Regions from separate parts of the Mus musculus genome. Here region 2 is linked to region 1. Evidence: chromatin contacts called from public promoter capture Hi-C data. All regions are on one chromosome and are shown on one strand. Each heading gives the region's core, a stretch centred on a gene start, on an enhancer-like site or on the middle of the called end of the contact. The rest is flanking DNA. Distances are from core to core; before and after follow the strand shown.

What was found. Promoter capture Hi-C pulls out the DNA fragments that hold promoters and counts their contacts.
Region 2: a contact with region 1 is called in a promoter capture Hi-C map of pre-B cells. The contact joins the promoter of Mir155hg here to the promoter of D16Ertd472e in region 1. A contact is called at or near these places in 2 of 39 promoter capture datasets (cranial neural crest and pre-B cells) and 1 of 484 Hi-C or Micro-C datasets (B cells).

What each region holds. Positions count from the first base shown.
Region 1 is chr16:78,572,554-78,579,386 of GRCm38.p6, forward strand. D16Ertd472e (DNA segment, Chr 16, ERATO Doi 472, expressed) reads right to left here and starts at 4,135. Exons shown (of 5, transcript NM_001252439.1): 1 at 3,871-4,135; 2 at 3,368-3,501. The coding sequence starts at 3,494.
Region 2 is chr16:84,710,568-84,717,400 of GRCm38.p6, forward strand. Mir155hg (Mir155 host gene (non-protein coding)) reads left to right here and starts at 2,456. Exons shown (of 2, transcript NR_132106.1): 1 at 2,456-2,526; 2 at 3,486-4,678. It overlaps Mir155 (microRNA 155), which reads left to right and starts at 3,573; the gene lies at 3,573-3,637.

The sequences.
Region 1 (6,833 bases), core at 2,885-5,384:
CTACGCAGAGAAGCCAGACACATGCTTGCTTGTCAGCTAGCAAAGCCAGCTTAGATGGAAACCAAACTGGTTTAGTTATCTACAGTTGTATCTATCACTGTAAGAAAGCTTACGTTACTTATCTGGGAAGCAGAGTAGCTCCTGCCTTCGGGGATCCACTCCCTGGACTGTTACTGCCTTCTGTACATTACGGTTTTTTCATTGCAGGCCCCTAAGACCTGGCTTCTGTTTAGGGACTAGAAGCAATTTGGTTATTACGTAGGTTAGAGAAGCTACTGCAACAAACTAGATGCCTCTCCGTGTACTTGATCACTAACACTATGCCAAATCTTGGAGTGCCTTATGACTAGATCCGAGCCTAGCCCTCTGCTTGTGCGCCCATCTCCTTAGCTCCCAAGTGCATAGATTATCCTGAAGGTGAGTTATGGGCTCGAAAGTTACCCCTGGGAGCAGCTAATGTCCCTTGAAAGACATTTTTAGGTTTTTGAAGAACAGGACCACGCTTTGGGAACATGAAAGTTAGTCACTACCCACCCTCCTTCTAAATAGTGTGAAACCACAGCAAAAAGACAACTCAGAGCCATGCCTAGAATACAGAGTCCCTCCAGTAAGAGCAGCCTGTGTGAGGCCAATCCCCTTTCATCCTTTGTCTTTGTTGCAGAAGTACACACGAGCACATGGCTCTTCAACAAGAGGCTCATTATTAGGAGGCTAGTGCTGTTTCATGTAAACACTCTGAAGTGTATATAATGGCGTTTTATTTCAAATGTGTGAACTAAAACCTAGCCCAGCTGTGGTGGTCCTCCAGACACTGCATTTCACGTGGGCTCTTTGCAGAAAAAAAAAAATGTTTGAGAGGAAAATGTAAAGTCTCTTAGTTAACAGCAACATCACCACAATCCAGACAAAACTATACTAAACCTGTAAATGTCCCCTTCAAAGGTCCCTCTTACATCCCAGTTATAGAAAGGAGACTACAATAACTCAAGTCACTGACAAAGGTGAAGAATATACCCCGTCTTCACCTTTTCCCACTGGTTTTAAAAACGTGTGAAATGTGTGTGTGTGGTGTGTGTTGTGTGTTGTGTGTGTGTGTGGTGTGTGTGGTGTGTGTGTGGTGTGTGTGGTGAGTGCCACAACTCACACACGGAGGTCAGAGGGTGACTTGAGGGACCTGGCTCTTCCCTTCCACCCTGTGAGATCCAGGAATTAAACTCAGCTCCTGAAGCTGGGCATCGAGTGTCTTTCCCTGCATCCTGCCATCTTGCCAGCCCTCCACTGATTTTTTTTAAAAACACGACTTGGGTGGGTACTGCTATAAAAACTGACTTTGGTGGAAATCTTTCTTGATCTTCCCACAGCAGTAGGACAATATTAAACTAATGTGCATAACAAATAGCTCATCAGCGCAGTAACAATGGAAATCCATTTGTGAGCACAAGGAACTGACAATCAAGACAAACCGAGGCGGTTTTTGAACTTCACCTTTAACACAGAGGATAAAACAGTTCTAATCCGGATTGAGAACCGTTTTTTTTTTTTTGTCTTTTAGACTAATAGACAAGTATTATTTCAAAAAACATAGCACCGGGGTCATGTTTACACATCAAGAGCTACAATGCTCACAGTTAGTTAAAAGGCAGCTTCAGAAGGGCCAGGAAAGCAATTATGAAAACTGAGGTCTCTGCAGTAAAGTGTTATATGGCATGATGATTTACGTATCAGGAAGCACCAATTAGGGAAAGCTGGCTGAATCAAAAACCAATTAGGATTCGGGAGGAAGGATTTCCAGCATCTATCCCACAGTTCACTACCTATTGACAGTAGATGAGTGGGACTGAGGTCACAGCCACAAGAACTAGATGGCCGGGCTTCGAAGCCTGGGACTACCAATTACTAGCGATGTGCCTTCAAACTGCACTCCTTAGGTCTCTCATGTTCCATTCCATCACATTCAAACAAGTAATCATAGCAGGCATCCCAGAGCTATTTTGAATGAAGATAATCCAGTAAGACGCTTAGGGCCAGGCTTGGCACAGATGTGCTCCCAGCAAACATTTGCCTGGCACAGAAGAACAGCTTGCTGACGCCACTCCAGCAACCTGGAGCAGCCCACCCACCCACCAGGCCTCAGTTTCTTCCAGACAACACAGAGATTGCAAGTTGATCCTGTCTGATGTCTCTGCCCTTCTAAAATGTAAACTTCCAGGAGGTGTGAGAACACACAGGAAAAAAAACTGTTTCCAAAGAGCAGAAGTGTGCCCTCTCACTGGGGCACAGAGAACATAAATATAAACTCCACACACACATAAAAAAAAATCGTCATTTCTAAGTCACGCTTTTAAAACTAGGTGTAATCACTACAATTTACTAAAGCCAGAGTAACAAGCATACTACTTAGCCCACAGAAACTCCATGATGCGCCAAGACAGACACCATTTGGAAGCTACAACACTTCTGAGTAACAAGTCCTAACAGGAATGGCAAAGTCTATGATCTCAGTACAGGAGTGTGCTTAGCAATAAGGATACATTGTCCCTCTTAATAAGACAAAAAAAAAATCATGAAAGTCTTTAAAGACAAAATGAAATGTTGTTTTGAAACCAAGCCCTTAAGCATCTAGGTATTTCAAAATATTTAGTATCTAGTAAGATCTTTCTCTACTGACAGACACATTAGAACCTCAAAATTCAAGTTATACACAAATTTTTATTTTGGGGGAAATTTTAAGATTCTTCTTCAGTGTGACTCATAGATACCCCAAAAGACTTGGGGTTTCACTGTGACAGTGCAAATAGAAAGCTCACAGCCCATGTTTCCTGGAAACATCTAGGACCCAGTTATCTGTGTACCCAACACAACCTTCAGCAAAAGGTTTAATTTCTCAAGCATTTCTTTTACACATTCTCACAATGGTACTGGCATCGAAAGAATTGAAAAGTCCTTTTTTAAAAAGATTATTAATATTAAAGGAAGTTATTTAAAATCTGATATAAACAACTTAAAAAAATAAAAGTTAGTTAAAATTCACCACATGATGGGAAAAATAGAGACTAAGTTTGGCAGAAAGGAGTAAAATTATATCTGCCCACGTGTACGGTCATGTTGATTCTTAAATGTTTATCAGACAATACCTGCACTTCATTTCATATTAGTTAAAAGGAGCTTAACATTCTGTTATAAAGACAAACATTTCCCTCGACTCATAACTATTGTTAACTCTGGCTTCATTTCCAGAAACCCTTAGCAGATCTTCACTTAGGACAATCTCTAGGCTTTCAAGCAGTTGCAGTGTTACCTCCAAACATCTCAGCCTAAGTTGCACAAAGTAGTACGCGGCACGCAGTTAAAACCGCAGAATCCTTACCCTCGAGATTTAGCTCGAAGCAAATGTGGCAGAAGGAGAGCGTGTCTTTGTCTGTTCCCAGTTTACAAACACTGCAAATGTTGTCATCATTCAAGTCAATGCTTACAAACTGCTCCTCTTCGTTCATAGTGCCCCTATGAGGAAAGAGAAAGGAGCAAGTTACACAACGGCAAAAACTTGCTTATGGCCTGCAGTAACCGACCAAAAACCCCCCCAAAAACCGAAAAAGGAGGCGTTTGCAACAGCCCTGTCAGGCAAGCATCGCCATACCTGGAGTTACAGTATCACAGTTTTACTGCGAAAAAGCAAAAGGGCTGCCCACAGGAGACACCCGCCTCCCGGGTCGCGCCGGCAGACACCCGGCCTGTCAACCAACTTCGGGTCGGTCGCTGTGGCCAGAAGGAGCCGCTGGGACGCGGCTTTGCCAACTTCTGGGTGAGCGTCTGGAGGCGTCCCGCTAACTCGGTTACCCGGCTCCCCGGCTCCGCCGCGGCAAGACGCACGTGGGGACTGGGACACCCGGGAAGGATCGGCTCACGTCGGAGACTCTTCAGCCACGGACCGGAGGGTCCCGGGGACGCCACTCGAGGATCGTGGGCGTCCGGCACGGCGTGGGATCCGTCTCGTCTGTCCGTCCGTCCCGGCACTGGTCCTGAGCACCAGAGCGGCTCAGAGAAGGACCTCTACCGTCCGGCTCCGCGGGCCACCGTCCGCGCGCCACGATCCGATCCGCACTATTGTTTCCGCCGGCGCCGCAGCGCAGACAGCAGCGCGCTCCGCCCCGCCCGGGCCGCCTGCGCCACCCCGAGCCGCCCACGGGGAGAGCGGCCGGGCCAGCCCACAGCCCCAGGGCCCCACGTGGCCACCCTAGCGCAGGGAGTGTAGCCGCCCTCCGCCCGCCCCGCGCCGCCCCGCGCCCCCGTGCGCATCCTCTTGCGCCTCCGCGGAGAGCATCTCGCTCCCCTCCGCGTGGCGCACATGGACCCGTCCGGCCCGCCTCCCTGCAGCCCCTGAAAACTCCAGCCACTTGCGGATTGCAGGAATGGGCCCACGGCTAAGCCTGAGGGGTGGAGGAGGAGAAAGGCACACACGCGTGGGGAGTGTATTGCTTCAAAACCAGGAGCCTGAACCAAGTATTATCCTTGAACTCCTGTTTCATGTTGGTTGACTTTCTGAATGAGATAAAAGTTGATAATTCAGATATCCCGATTTAGGTATAATTCTAGAAGCAGAGCATCTTTTCTTCGAATTATGTATCACGATGTGGTACCTCCCATGCACATCCACGGAAAACATTCCCGAGGCTCCGCCTCTTGTTTTTAAGTCTACCCCTTTCCTAAACTTTTTTTTTTTTTAGTATGTAAATGTACTTTCATCATCTGCTTGACTCCTTAAGCCTTGCCTAGGCCACAAGTCTACGCAATACTTTCAGTTACGTTTGCTATGCTAGTCTTTCTCAACAGTCCACAGAAGAGAAACAGGAAACTCGGCTCTTGCAGTTTAGTGGTGACTAACCCTTTATCGCAGTTTCTTAGAAACAAAAACTGGAGCTTGAACTCAAGGCTGCGGAGGTAAAGCCACTAATCAAGGACTCAAAAAAGTCATCTGTGCCCATGCTACCGAAGTGTGGTGGATGACTCAAAGACCCCATGTGGCGTTTTTACAAATGCAGAATCCAGAAATCAATACCTTGCTCTGAAAAAGACCCCCAGATCCATGGACCTGAGGTGCCTCAGCGGGGGTGGCATGAGGTGGGATGGGGGAGGGGGAGTGTTTGCTATGGCAAACCTGGCAACCTGAGCTCCATTCCCAGTGGAACGGAAGTACTAACTCCACAAAGCTGTCCTCCAAGAGTGTCCCACAGTCACCAGGACACGCCCCCCCATTAATAATAATAATGAATATTTTATAGGTCCCTGCCCCCTATGCATATTAAAATTTGGGGTGTGTTAAATATCTTGCATTTTGGATTCTACTCATTTATTTAATTAAAGTGATTTTTACAAAGTTTATATTTGTATGTGTATGTTTGTATATGTGGTGTGTATGATGTGTGCATGATCATATCCTGGCATGTGTGTGGAGCTCAGAGGACAACTTCAGATGTCTGTCCTCATTTTTTTTTTTTAAATCTTGTTTGAGAAAGGGCCTCATTGCTGTTCATAGGTGTGTAGTGTAGGCTAGTGGGCCAGTGGGCTTCTCATGATCTCCCTGTCTCCAGCTCCCATGTTGCAGTAAATGTGTTAAGTTTGTTTGTTTTCTCCTGGTGTGTTAGTCAGGGTTCTCTAGAGTGACAGAACTTATGGAATGTATATATTGTGATGACTTACAGTCTGTAGTCCAACTAACCCAACAATGGTCAGCTGTGAATGGGAAGTCCAGGAATCTAGTATTTGTTCGGTCCCACAAGGCTAGTTGTTTCAGCTTGCCTTCTGTAGAAGTAGGTTTCAACAGATGTGCTGGCAAGTAAGTGCAAGCAGGCAAAGAAGAATGATTCTTCCTTCTTCCAAAGTCCTTATGTAGGTCTCCAGCAGAAGGTGTGGCCCAGATTAAAGGTGTGTGCTGGCACAACTGAGTCTGGGACTTGTTTTGTCCCAGGATGACTTTGAACTAAGAGATCTCTTTGCCTTAATCTCCTGGGATTAAAGGCCAGTACTACCTTGGCTGGGCCTAAATTTTTCATGGCCGCTATGCCTTAAGATCACCATGCCAAGATCCAAGTCAGAAGCTTGTGTCTTCCAGCCTCAAGATCTGGATCACAGGTAAGCTGTCCAATTCTAGATTGTAGTTCATTCCAGGTATAGTCAAGTTGACAACCAAGAGTAGCCATTACACTTGGATCTGGGCAACTGAACTCTGGTCCTCATACTTACATAGAAAGCTCTTTACCCACACCTTGAAGCCATTGCAGGTCCACAGATCTGAGTGCTGTTTTCGGATGTAGGTACATATTTAGGGAATTTGGGGTAGGACCGGAAATCCTGCACTTGTAGCGAGGCCGCATGAAGTCAGTGTTACTGACTCTTGTACTTTCACTCCATCAACATGGACATTGGCTGCTTTTTTGAGGCACTGATGAGTTACATCATAATTCATCAGTTCTCATAACCGATAAGCTTTCAAGATCGGTGGCTCTATGTTATCTGTCTCTCTATTCTCTTGGGTAAATAACTAGGGCAGAATTGCTAGATGATATGGTGAACATTTGCTTATTTTGTGTCAGGGTACGTGTGAATGTGAGGATCAAATCCATGTGAGTTGCACAAGTACCACACCACTAACTCAAATTCCCATTCAGTTTAAAAAGGAAATTGCCAAATGTGTTCCCTCAGTGCTTATGCAACTTTAGACACTGAGAATCGTTGATATACTCTTAGTGAATTGATACCCGCTATGGCTTAAATCTAAGACGCAGTCCCCATAGGTTCATGATCTGAAGGCTTGTGTATCCTAGCGGTTGGTACTG
Region 2 (6,833 bases), core at 1,206-3,705, 6.1 Mb after region 1:
CCTTCGCTCCCTACTTCCCTGGTCTAGTCCAGAACATAGCTTTAGAAACGCAGGTTCAGGGTAAATTCTGGTGGGAAATCCAGATGATTTGTAAATGCAATGATATGCAATTGATTTTAGTAATCCACATAGGATTCAACTATGAATTCTATCTCTATTAGTATGTTTTTCAAGTTAATAGATGATAGAGATAGATAGATAGATAGATAGATAGATAGATAGATAGATAGATAGATAGATACATAGATAGATACATAGATAGATAGATACATAGATACATAGATACATAGATACATAGATACATAGATACATAGATAGATACATAGATACATAGATAGATACATAGATACAGATAGATAGATAGATAGATAGATAGATAGATAGATAGATAGATAGACAGACACATAGACACATAGATACATAGATTGTTAGATGATAAATTAGATAAACTCATCTGAATTAAACCATTTTAATTGTCCAAAATATGACCTTCTTTTCACCTAGTGGCTTTAAAACTAGAATTTGTGTTACTCTATCAATACACAATCATGCTTTTCCAAAGAAGTGGATATTCATTCACTTCAGAACCTCAAAGGAACAGTTTCCAAAAATTTGTATATGTCAAAGTGAATAGCTAGGGCTGTCCCACATGGTATTGGTGAAAAATACAACCACTGGCTTCCTATAAAGAAAATATTTCATCATGCAGTTTCTTTGATAACTCTCGAATGGTTGGTGCTAAGAATAAGCCAGACAAAAAAATAAGCACATAGATATATACACATGTATATACATATATATATAATTGTAGGAGGATCTAATTCATGATTTTCTTGCTTGTTTGCTTGTACGTATGTTTGTTTGAAATACAGTCTCTCCCTATATAAACCAGAGTAGCCTGGAACTCCCAGAAACCTTACTGCCTCTGCTTTTTGAGTGCTAAGATTAAGGGTGTGTGCCACCACACTTGGCCTACAACTCATGATTTTAACATAAAGTGAGACCCTCATAAAACAAATGGAGTCATTTGAGAGAAAAGGTGGGAATGAATGCAGATGTCTTTGATAACTCAATCAGAAACTTAAAACTGGTTACAGTGGCAAAGTTTGTTTGTATGTATGTATATGTGTGTGTATGTATGTATGTATGTATGTATGTATGTATGTATGTATGTATGTATATGTGTGTATGTATGTATGTATGTATGTATGTATGTATGTAGATATATGTGTGTATATGTATATGATGAAAGTTGAAGATGAGTATGAATATGATGCCCTTTCTTACAGCTCCAAAAGTTCATCTACCCTACTCTGTATGTGTGTGTCTGTGTGTGTGTGTTATATGTGTGAGATACATGTGTGTGTGTGTGTTACCACAAAAAAATTACTAAAAATAAAAAGATCCAGTATAGGACATATTCTTCTCTGAGTACCTTAGCTGATAACATTTTCCCTGGCAAATCAGCAAGACTAGACAGATTGTGACATTCTATGCCTCCCTTATACCTCAAAATATTATCCTGAAGAAAAGTCTAATTATATTCTCCTGGAATGTCCTTAGGTTTAGGCTATACCACAGAGAAATGGTGATATGCCACATAGTGAATGGGACCTGGACTTACGATTTGTCTGAACTAAATATAGTGCTTAAGGTTGGTCGAGATTTTTACCTAAGGTCAAAAGAGTTGATTGCAATAGCAATTCCTAACATTATATTTTATTATTTATTGAGACGGGGTCCAATATAGCCCAAGCTGACCCCAGAGGTGATAAGTAATTGGGAACAGCCCTGAGCTCATGATCCTCCTAAGTCCATCTCTCAAGTCCTGAGATCAAAGGCTGCACCAGTGTCCATGTATGTGGTACTTGGGAATCAAACCTAGGCTTTTCATGTAGATAGATGATAGATAGATAGATAGATAGATAGATAGATAGATAGATAGATAGATAGATAGATAGGTGTGTATGTGTGCACACATGTATGTATATATGTAATATACATATATATGTATATATGGCTATACATATATATGTATATATGGCTATATATATATAGCCAGATGTGGTGGTATATGGCTATAATTCCAGAATTTGGGAGACTGAAGTGTAAGGTCATGAGTTCAAGGCCAGCCTAGGTTATATAGGGCAACCTTGGCTACCTATACTAAATATATTCTTGGTAATACCTTTATTCAGATGGTATCTTTAAAGGATAGAAACAGAACTTATAGATAAGTTATTTACTTAAATTGGAATGGGGTTATGTAGGCACTCATGCACACATGCACAGTTGCATATATTCTCCCTAATGGGTCAATAATATGGCATGAAGTAGAACACTAGAATCTTAATAGATTTACTGAGGACTTACTGAGTTCAATGCACTATGAAGAGAAAAGGTATTATTACAGTCTTTCTTTTGGCTGAAATAAAATCCAAGATTGAAACTGTGTAATTCACAGACTTTCCTCATGAAACCAGCTCATCTGAGAAAACAGCAAAGTTTAAAAAAGAAATACTATCAGTAAGTATGATATATTTCCTTGGTTTGGAAATTTCCAAGCCACGATATTCTGCCCTGTCAAAATATATTCACTGGGGAATTTTTAACTTGATGCATTTCTTTTGAACTTAATCACATTTCTACATCTAGCTGGTTTCATTATTAAAGAAAAGAAAAGGTGGTTCCCCTCTGGTCCTAAAGGGAACCACAGACTTGAGTGATGCTTGAACTTCTAGGTTCGCGTACAGTAACACTGAAACCAGAAACTTGTGGGAGAAATGTCACTTTATCTGAGAGAGTAAAATCCAACTCTAACAGGAAACAGCAAATTCATCTTTTTTCTTTTTCTAAACCACTCTGCTGGAGACAAGTCCCTTGAGTCAGAGCTCTTTAAGGCGCACTTCCTTTACATGGGTCAAACTGAAGCCACCGGTTTGTGAGTCCCCAAAGGAATCACTGGAGGACAACAGGAGCATTTTCAGATACCTTTCAGGGCAGACCTGCCCTGGCTGTACCCCCTATCTTGAAGAAAAAGAAAAACGAATAAGGTGAAAATCGCAACTACTATTTATAGAATCAAAATGGGTTCATCCATTGAGTTTTAACTTTCAAAAATCATAAAGTACCATCCTAAATATCTGAGATTTCTTGAATTGCCTAGTGACCTGTGGGATGTACGTCAGAATATTACCCAGAACTGAAGTTGTGTCCTTTGAACTTCAGCATTGTAGAACTATGAACCGTGGCTGTGTTAAAAATGATACATGTATTCAAATATTTCCACAGAATTTAAAGTTTGATTTTATAATTAGTTTTTAAATTGCAAACCTTACAAAAATTTTCCAAAATTTACTTAGAAGCATTTCAGAGCTCTTTTCTTTCAAAGCTGAAGTCTACCTTGCCTTCAGATTCATAATCGTTCACTCTACTTTATAACTAACTGTGTGCGTACACACAACTATTTCTTTTTCTCTTTGCAGGTGCTGCAAACCAGGAAGGGGAAGTGTGTGGTTTAAGTTGCATATCCCTTATCCTCTGGCTGCTGGAGGCTTGCTGAAGGCTGTATGCTGTTAATGCTAATTGTGATAGGGGTTTTGGCCTCTGACTGACTCCTACCTGTTAGCATTAACAGGACACAAGGCCTGTTACTAGCACTCACATGGAACAAATGGCCACCGTGGGAGGATGACAAGTCCAAGAGTCACCCTGCTGGATGAACGTAGATGTCAGACTCTATCATTTAATGTGCTAGTCATAACCTGGTTACTAGGATAGTCCACTGTAAGTGTTACGATAAATGTCATTTAAAAGATAGATCAGCAGTATCCTAAACAACATCTCAACTTCAAGCCCACATGTTTATTTTTTATCTTGAATGGAAAGTGAAACTTGTATCATTTTTATTTCAAAATTATGTTCATAACCATCTTCAATGATTCAACCAGAATACAAAATGAATGCACTAAAAAGGACATTTCTATATTTCTGTAGTTAAAATTCAGGACGGCCATTCTCGACTGACATCTAGGATTGTCTGGAATACCTCTTGTAAGACTTGGAATTGGCATTTTTTCCACATTACAATGTATTAGTCAACTTTGATTTAAAATTTGTAACTCTTGTGTTTTAGTGTAAGGAAAAATTTAGGGTTAGTGTTAGAGTTTAGGGCTAGGTAAGGAAAAACTGAGTCAACACTGAATGATTTTTTTAAAATCTATGAGCCAGCTGTTGGTAGTTTACTCCTTTAATCCCAGCACTCGGGAGGCAGAGACAGGCAGATGGCTGAGTCGAAGGCCAACCTGGTCTACAGAGTGAGCTCCAGGACAGCCTTAGCTACACAGAAAAATGCCTTATCAAAAAATTAAGAAAATAAGATGAAGTATTAAAAAGTGACATGACAAATCATTCCTGAGGGCTACCTATATATTCCTCACACGGTATAAATATTTAATTTAATTAATATTTAATTTCAAATATTCACATTTGAAATGAAACCCAAATCTGGGTTCAAGCTTACTGCTTTAGCTGCACAGTAAAGCTGTGTAGTAAGGAGACCCACGTTTCCTACGCATTTCTTCATGAATGCGGATGAAACTTTACAAGGTTGGTGTGCAGCTCACTGGAGATGAACAACTCTTTGTAAGGTAATAAAATCCCACAGTGATGTCTTAAAGCCAATCCAAAACTCACCCCGTTGCCTGACATAGGTAATAATTTGATATACAGAAGTTTAATGTTTGAATTCCTATGCAATTTTTCTCCACAGTGATATCACTGACGAACACATAGACAGCTGGACTTGTTATATTTAATTTATACCTGTTCTTTTTTTTTTTTTTTAAAGACTTTTTATTTATGTATATATATGTATATATATATTTATGTATATATGTAAGTACACTGTAGCTGTCTTCAGACACACCAGAAGAGGGAGTCAGATCTTGTTACGGATGGTTGTGAGCCACCATGTGGTTGCTGGGATTTGAACTCTGGACCTTCGGAAGAGCAGTCGGGTGCTCTTACCCACTGAGCCATCTCACCAGCCCTAATTTATACCTGTTCTGATAGTTCTCCTGAATATCTTGTCATTGTCTTCCCTATAGCCAAATAAATGTCTTTGAGTCTTTAGTTGGCTTAGAATACTTTTTGTTTGTGATGACCCTTTCTTTTGCAAAGTACAGACTGTGATTTCAGAAGACACACAAAAAAGACAACAATGGAATAAGTCACAAGGACAGTGAGAGGAATGCCCCTGCCTGCCATGACACAGACAGGGCACGCCACCCCCACTGCCCCACTGCCTTCTGCCGAGTACGCTGCCGACATAAATTCCTCCTCTCAACCCTTGGATGGAGCTTCAGGAGTCCTTGTACCGAGTCTCAATTCTTCAAAATCCTTTTTGCTGCCTACAACCACAAAGTCACAGAAAGCTAGGAACCCGCTGCGTTCTCTACATTACCCTCCAGCAGTTCCAATCAAAAGCTCTGAAATCATAAAGCACTGTAACACCTACTGCATGCTTAGGCAAATCACTTGCTCCATGTCTGTTTCTCCATCAGTGTGTGTATCTCTGTGATGTAATTTTATTAAGGCTTAGATGAAATACCACAAGAGGGAACACACTTTCTACCAGCATTTAAGTGATGAATACATACAAACCTTGAAACATGTATAAGTCCATAATCTAAATCGACGCAGCAGGCGTCCCTGGAACACGCCACCTCCTCAGCTATCATCCCACCCTAACCACCCACACAACCCAGACGTGGCCAGCAGGCTGGGTCTTCCCGGATGCCCAACTCTACTAGCTGACCTCTTGGCATCACAGATGGATTATTCCTGACCAACATTTCCAGTCATTCCAAAAATTCTTGGAGTATGAGTTAAGGCTGGGTGTGTTTGGAGTGGAGAGTAAGTAATGAGGAAGTTTGTGTGTGTGTGTGTGTGTGTGTGTGTGTGTGTGTGTGTGTGTGTGTGAGTAAAGGAAGGGCAGCCCAATTTCGTGCACAGAAGACTAAAGGGAATGAAGCACTGAATTACATAGGATGACCTGGGCACAGACCAGCCCCTGAAGCCATTGGCTGAGAGTTAGAAAACAAGTTTTTCCTGGTCTTCATGTGGGACTTCTAACAGTGAGAGCAGGGGCTGCCTCTGACTGTTGCCTGCCTGTGGGACCCTTTCAGGCTGCCTAATGGGCTGCCTTGTCTAGCCTCAACGAGAGAAGATGTGCCTAGCCTTAACTGCAACTTTTTATGCTAGGGCTGGTTGATATCCATGGGAGGCCTCCCCTTTTCTGAAGAGAAACAGAGTGGATGAGGTGGGAGAAAGGACTGGGAGGAGAGGAAGTTCTAGTCGGGATGTATAAGTAATTAGAAAAAGATTTTTTGTAAAGAAACTAACTAGGAAATAATTAGAAAAGGAAACCCAGCTTTTCTTGCTCGCTCTCATCAGCTAAATAAACCTAGTAGCAGAGGTAGGACAGGAGAGAAAGCTGGGACAGACTGAGGCACACATAGAAACTGTGGCATAACAGTCATTTCCTGAGAATAAATGGTCAGGGCATGAAAGAATGGGGAAACTTGAAGTAAAATACAAGTGGGAAAAACACGCGAACGAAGGAAATTAAATAAATACAGCTCAAAATTCCTAAGTGAGCAGACCCACTAAGGACCAAGAGACCGGCACAGCTACAGAATGTCAGAATCCCGTAACAACAAAAGCAAGGTCCCACAAGTGTCCAGCACAGAGCTTCAGGTTAAAATCAGACAAGAACCAGGCTGTCAGTCTTGTCAGCATTGTCACTTGCCAGAAGCCAACTGGGCTCTTTC